Regions from separate parts of the Columba livia genome. Here region 1 is linked to region 2. The links are chromatin contacts, called in public Hi-C maps. All regions are on one chromosome and are shown on one strand. The core of a region is the stretch at or near the end of the contact, and the rest is flanking DNA. Distances in the headings are between cores, read along the strand shown. Region 1 overlaps LOC110363304 (a long non-coding RNA gene). Region 2 holds the start of DUSP5 (dual specificity phosphatase 5).

Region 1 (2,700 bases), core at 90-2,589, 56 kb before region 2:
ACACGTGGCATCCTGAAATCCTCCACCTGAGGAAAAATCAAGGTTGCCTTCCTTGAGGAGCTTACAAACATCAGCACCCAGCAGCCCGGAAACCTTACAAGAGGAAAAAGCAATAATTTAACAGATCATTATCTGTATTCCATTACAGACATAAGGCCCATTTAGCTGGGCAGCATATGCACAAATTAGTAGCTGGCGGCCCTGGTCAAGGGTATGTTTGCTCAGTCACGTTCCCTTGCCAAGGCTTAAGTGATAGTGAGATGGTCCTTGCTAATGCATCTAAATGGCTTCAGGAACCCAGCAGCTTCCAGCTCTCCAGCGGGGCTGAGCTACCATCTGACTGTCTGCATCTGACCACGTAGATGTTTCCTGTGATATGGGACAGGTTGTGCTGGCATCTGTGTGTGTGCACAGGCTGCGGTCACTGCAGACAGAAATGACAAGCAAAGGGGTTTTTTTGGTAGGTTGGTTTGTCTGTTTGTTTTTAGTTTTTTGTTTTGTTTTGTTGAGAGGCAAAGGCTTGCACGTTCTCTCACTGTTGTCTCATTTCCCATTCATATCCATCAGTGAACATGGAGTCCTGAGCTATGCATCCAGCTCGTTGCCTGTATTGTGCCCATGCAAACATATAATACTCAACATATTTCTAGTGAAAGGAGAGGCAGGTCACAGAAAACCTGTTGGGTCAGTTGTCTCTTGCTAAAAATCTTGTGAAATAGAGATCTAAAAAAAGTTTCAGTGACCCAAAACTTGCCTGTTTTTTTTCCAGCTACATTCACTGACCACAACAAAAGCTTGTTACTTCTCTCCAAAATCTGACTTCCCAAGGGATAGAGGAAGAGTTCTGCTCCTCTAAACGGCACCCACCAAAGCCCACATCAAAGAAAGGACATTTTGAAGGGTGGCAGTAGGAAACACTGAGCAGAATTATTTCAATTTTACCCCCCTCTGTGGCCTGGGATGGGACTGTTTGCCTTCATAATGCTTGAAGGTTAGTGCTGGTGCCTTTTCTTTCAAGATCCAAGTGAGAAGCATTTCTTTCCACCAGAAGCCTGGAGAAGTGACTCCGGTAAGAAGCTGTTGCATGCTGGGCTCTTCTCAAGAGGGGAGATGCCTTTCTAGAGCCCTGCTTCATCTGCCTGAGGGTTGTCCTGACCGCCAGGCCTAGAGTCTGCTTTGTGCAAGAAAGGAGTGTGCAAAACATTGTCTTGATCCATCTTGTTGGAAATGTGTCAAGCTGCATAAACTAATTCACTGCCAAGCCAGAGATCTGCTTCTGCAGCCTGCTAGCGCAGAGCCTTATGTGAGGGACAGTGACTGCTTCAGGCCCTTAAGCAGGGCTGAGACAAGTGGTGGGGCTGGGGAATAAGATCAGATTTTATCCCAGGTCCATATTGCGAATCCTGGGGTTCTTGTATTTGGCCCAGCTGTGTCTCTGCTGAAGTAGAGATGGGATAAAAACGAAAGGCAAGAAGAGTTGTGAGGGGAGCCTACCACCTCAGCAATAGAAATGACAATAAACAATGGTTATTTCTTCCTTGTTACAGGTTTTGCAGGATGTCCTAATTACCTTGACATTATTAGTGCGGAAGTTGTGCTCTATCCACCCACTAAGTACAGGAAACATGCCCAGTATGTAATTCTATCCTTCACCTCACATGCCTCCGATGGGCTGGAGTCTGAAAGGAAACTGAATAGCCCAGAAAGCTTAACTAGAGACACAAAGAAATTAACCCTTTCATTTTCACTTACTGCCTATTATTTTTTGAAAGCAGAGTTGGTGGGTAGAGCACAGGACAGTGCCACAGAGAGGTTATTTACTTCCAGGCTTAGAGAAGTTTTGAGTATTAGATCTGCAGGTTTCAAGCAATCACCAGGGATGCTGTTGTACAGCCTGTCTCCTTCAGATATACTCAGTAAGCATGTGGAAATTCATTATGGCTTACTTGTTACTGGGTATTTATTATCCTGTCACTCAGGTTGAAATGAAGGATGGAGGCTCATTGTGTCAAACTACAAAACTGGGAACAGAGACACTGCACAGAGCAAGGAGTTTGCAGTCTAATACGTGACATGTAGCATATGGAAGAAAAAAAGCTACAGAAGAGGGGTCCATGATCACACAGCTTCAGGCTTGTCTTTATTTCCTAAATACACAAATTTGCAAGAAATATTAACAGTCAAAAGAGGCCTTGCTATTGTGGACTGATTGTTTCCTCTCCCTGCCCTGCTTGGAGTGGGTGTCCAGCAGAGCAGCAGCTCATGGAGCAGGGATGCTCTTCTTGTTATACTGAAGGGACGGGTACAAACTCAGAGGTATTTGCACAGTGAAAAGGTGGTGGAGTCTGGGCAGCTGGTAAAAGAGCCGACACAGACTGGAAAGGGAATATGGAGGGGCATGGTACAAAAGCAGATGAATTGTGTAGGTGCAGATGTGATGTTTGAGCTTTGGAAAGGGAAGCAATAGGAAGATATTCATTTAAGAAAGGGAGGTGACTGCACCTCGGCAAGTAGGGAAGCTGTAAGTTAAATACACCAGTCGAGTTGGCTAGTGTGCATTTCAAATGCTGCTCTAATTTGTAGCTGTAGGACCACAAGGATTAAATGGAGATAATCCCTTTAGAATGGTTTAATCAGTACAGGTGAGTCAGTTAGCATCTGGATTGTGTAAGTGTAGAAATAATTGTTTAAGTAAGTCAT
Region 2 (2,700 bases), core at 186-2,685:
GAAAGGATGGAGCGAGGCTGCTGTGATGGTGGTGGCCAGGTGAAGACAACACCCACGCCAAGACGCTCTGCGAACATCTGCCCCTACCCACAATCTATTTCTATTTTTGTTCTGTCTCATACCCTGACTGACTCAGAGGAGGGGTCAGGTTAGAAGGAGCCAGCTGGGGGCTGCAGTGGGGTTGAAAGAGGAAGAGGAGGAGGTGCTTCGAAACCAGTAGTTGCTATTCTTTCGATCAGCTTGAACATTTTCCTCGCAGACTCTCTTTCATGCTTCTCTGTTTCAGCTGCAGGCAATTTGAGGCAGGGATGGCACTTCCTGCCTGCTGTTGAGGTGAACATACTTTCAGGGCCCCATCAGAATAAATGACACCCTGCTCTGAGACAGCACCACTGTAATCTGCCCCGGCTGTAATCCTGCTTTGGCTGGAGCTCATCCTTCTGCCTAACTTCTTCTAGGGATTTCCAGTTCTCTTTTTTAGTCAGTTTGCAAAACTCATCTACAAGGAAAGGGCAAGTGCCAAATTTCCTGATTCCTGTGCGTCTTAGTGTAGAGACTTCTAGACACAGGCTCAGACTGAGGTCTGTACTGTCTCACAGGTCCTCAAGGTATAGTTTTGCGGCTTAGAAATTTACCACAAGGAAAGGGACATAAGATCCCTCAAACAGCCATGCCAGCAGTTTTTCTGTCACAGGTAGCCCTCCCATCCACAACCCCCCCTCCATAGCATTCATTAATTCTGCAGAAATGGCACATCTTGCTTTTTCCCAGGCTGTTACTCCTTGTTTCCTCCTTTGCTGCCAGGCTGTGAACCTTGGGCCAGGTAACCACATCCCCAGAGATGTTCCCCAGGCAGTCCACACTTCTCACTCGGTTACCTTCTTGCCTTGATGCAAACTGCCGCCCAGGCAGGGGCCCCAGCTCTTTCCGAGGGGGTCTAGGAGCAGGCAGCTCCCATTCCCTGAGCAGCGGTGCACTCGCAGGCAGGCCTGCCTGTGCTTGGGCTTTGCTGGGGGCAAGGACATACACAATGAGAGTGGGAATAAGGGGAACTAAAAGCACCTTTGCAACCTGGTGTGAGAAGCCTGTCCAGTGCTGCCCTTCCTCCCCTTTCTCCACCCCCTTCCCTCCCCCGGCACGCTTCCCGGTTTTGACTGGGGGGAGAGGGGTGATGCTGGGATGAGCCTCAGGCCGATGACTGAAGAATTTTTGCGGCATTTTTCAGCTTCCTCTGCCTCCGAGCCTGACTAACACTGCCTGCGCGGCCGCAGCCCCCGCCTGATGCCGGGGAAGGAGGGAGGGGATCCCCGCCAGGGGGCGGTGCGCCTGGCGGCGCGGGGCGGGGGATGCCCATATTTGGAAGGCGGGAGCGTCACTCCCCTTATATGGGCAGTGTCGTCAGGGCCCAGCCTCCCATTCATATAAATGCCCAGTGGCGGCAGCCGGGATTCCCTGCCCGGGCTCGGCGCGGTACCGCGGTGTCTCCGCCTATCTCTCCTGCCGTCGCTGGCCGAAGCGCTGCGGCTCCCGCGCCAGCACCGGGACTCCCCAGCGCGCACCGTCCTTTTCCGCTCTCCCCGCTCCTGCCCCGGCTGCGGCGGGGCGCGACCCGCGGCGGCATGAAAGTCACATCCCTCGACTGCCGCCAGCTGAGGAAGCTCCTGCGGAAGGAGCCCTCCCGCTGCCTGGTGCTGGACTGCCGGCCGTACCTGTCCTACTCGGCCTCCTGCCTCCGCGGCTCGCTCAACGTCAACCTCAACTCGGTGGTGATGCGGCGGGCCCGCGGCGGGGCCGTGCCGCTCCACTTCGTGGTACCCGACGCGGCGGCCCGAGCCCGGCTGCTGCTGGGCGGCGGCGAGGGACCGGCGGCGCCCGGCCGCCTGGCAGCCGTGGTGGTGCTGGACCAGGGCACGGGGCACTGGCAGAAGCTGAAGAAGGACAGCACGGCCCAGATCGTCCTGAACGCTCTGCTCTCCAGCCTGCCGGAGGCCGGGGCCAGGGTCTGCTTTCTGAAAGGTGAGAGGGTCGGCGGGGAAAGCAGGGGGCGGGGGCTGGGGGCAGCGGCGTGGATTGACCCTCGAAACCTCTCCGGGTAACGGCGGCCTCGCCGTACTCCGGTCCCCTCTCCTCCACCGCCACCGTCCTACAGTTAGCCTGATTGTTGGTGCAGGGCAGGGAGGTAACGCCGGGATTTCGTTTCTTTTCCACCCACTAGAAGTAAATCCCGGATAGACTCTGAGGGCTGAGCTCAAATGCCTTTCCGCTCACCCCCGCCGCGCGTTTGAGGCTCACGAAAATCGAACAATATATAGGGAAGAAGAAAAATATTCGAACATTATCAGGAGGGGAGGGGGGCGAGAGGAATTGAGGCTGCTTGAAAAATAAACTCAGCCCCGCAGAAGCGAGGAGCGCTCCTTGCTCTCAGCCCGGTGACACGGGGCGACTCGTATTGGGTGCCCGAACCTGAGGGGTCGGTGCCCGCTCCTCCACCCAGGGCAGGGAGGTTTATCTCTCCATCGGGCAGATCGAGGCTGGAGGGGGAAACCCATAGCGGAAACGCGGGCGCTTCTTGGGGGACATAAATACCTTCTCCCCCACGTCTATTATAGCCCTTTGATTGCCGTTCTCTGTTTTCCTTTCGAGTAACCCGAGGATAATAAAACGATTAAAAAAACAAAACAAAACAGCCCGCCCTTTCTC

The links. Hi-C and Micro-C count contacts between places; a contact is called where the count stands out from the background.
Region 1: a contact with region 2 is called in a Hi-C map of liver, with 1.8 times the contacts expected there. The contact joins the enhancer-like site here to the promoter of DUSP5 in region 2. A contact is called at or near these places in 2 of 2 Hi-C or Micro-C datasets (crop and liver).

What each region holds. Positions count from the first base shown.
Region 1 is chr6:11,179,545-11,182,244 of bColLiv1.pat.W.v2, reverse strand. All of the region lies in intron 2 of LOC110363304 (a long non-coding RNA gene), which reads left to right. Among named protein-coding and RNA genes, the nearest start is that of SMNDC1, 53 kb to the left of the region's middle. Within about 2 kb of position 1,339, at least 1 of the 3 cell types and tissues checked has an H3K27ac peak away from gene starts, as active enhancers do.
Region 2 is chr6:11,123,994-11,126,693 of bColLiv1.pat.W.v2, reverse strand. DUSP5 (dual specificity phosphatase 5) reads left to right here and starts at 1,435. Exons shown (of 4, transcript XM_065067038.1): 1 at 1,435-2,016. The coding sequence starts at 1,620.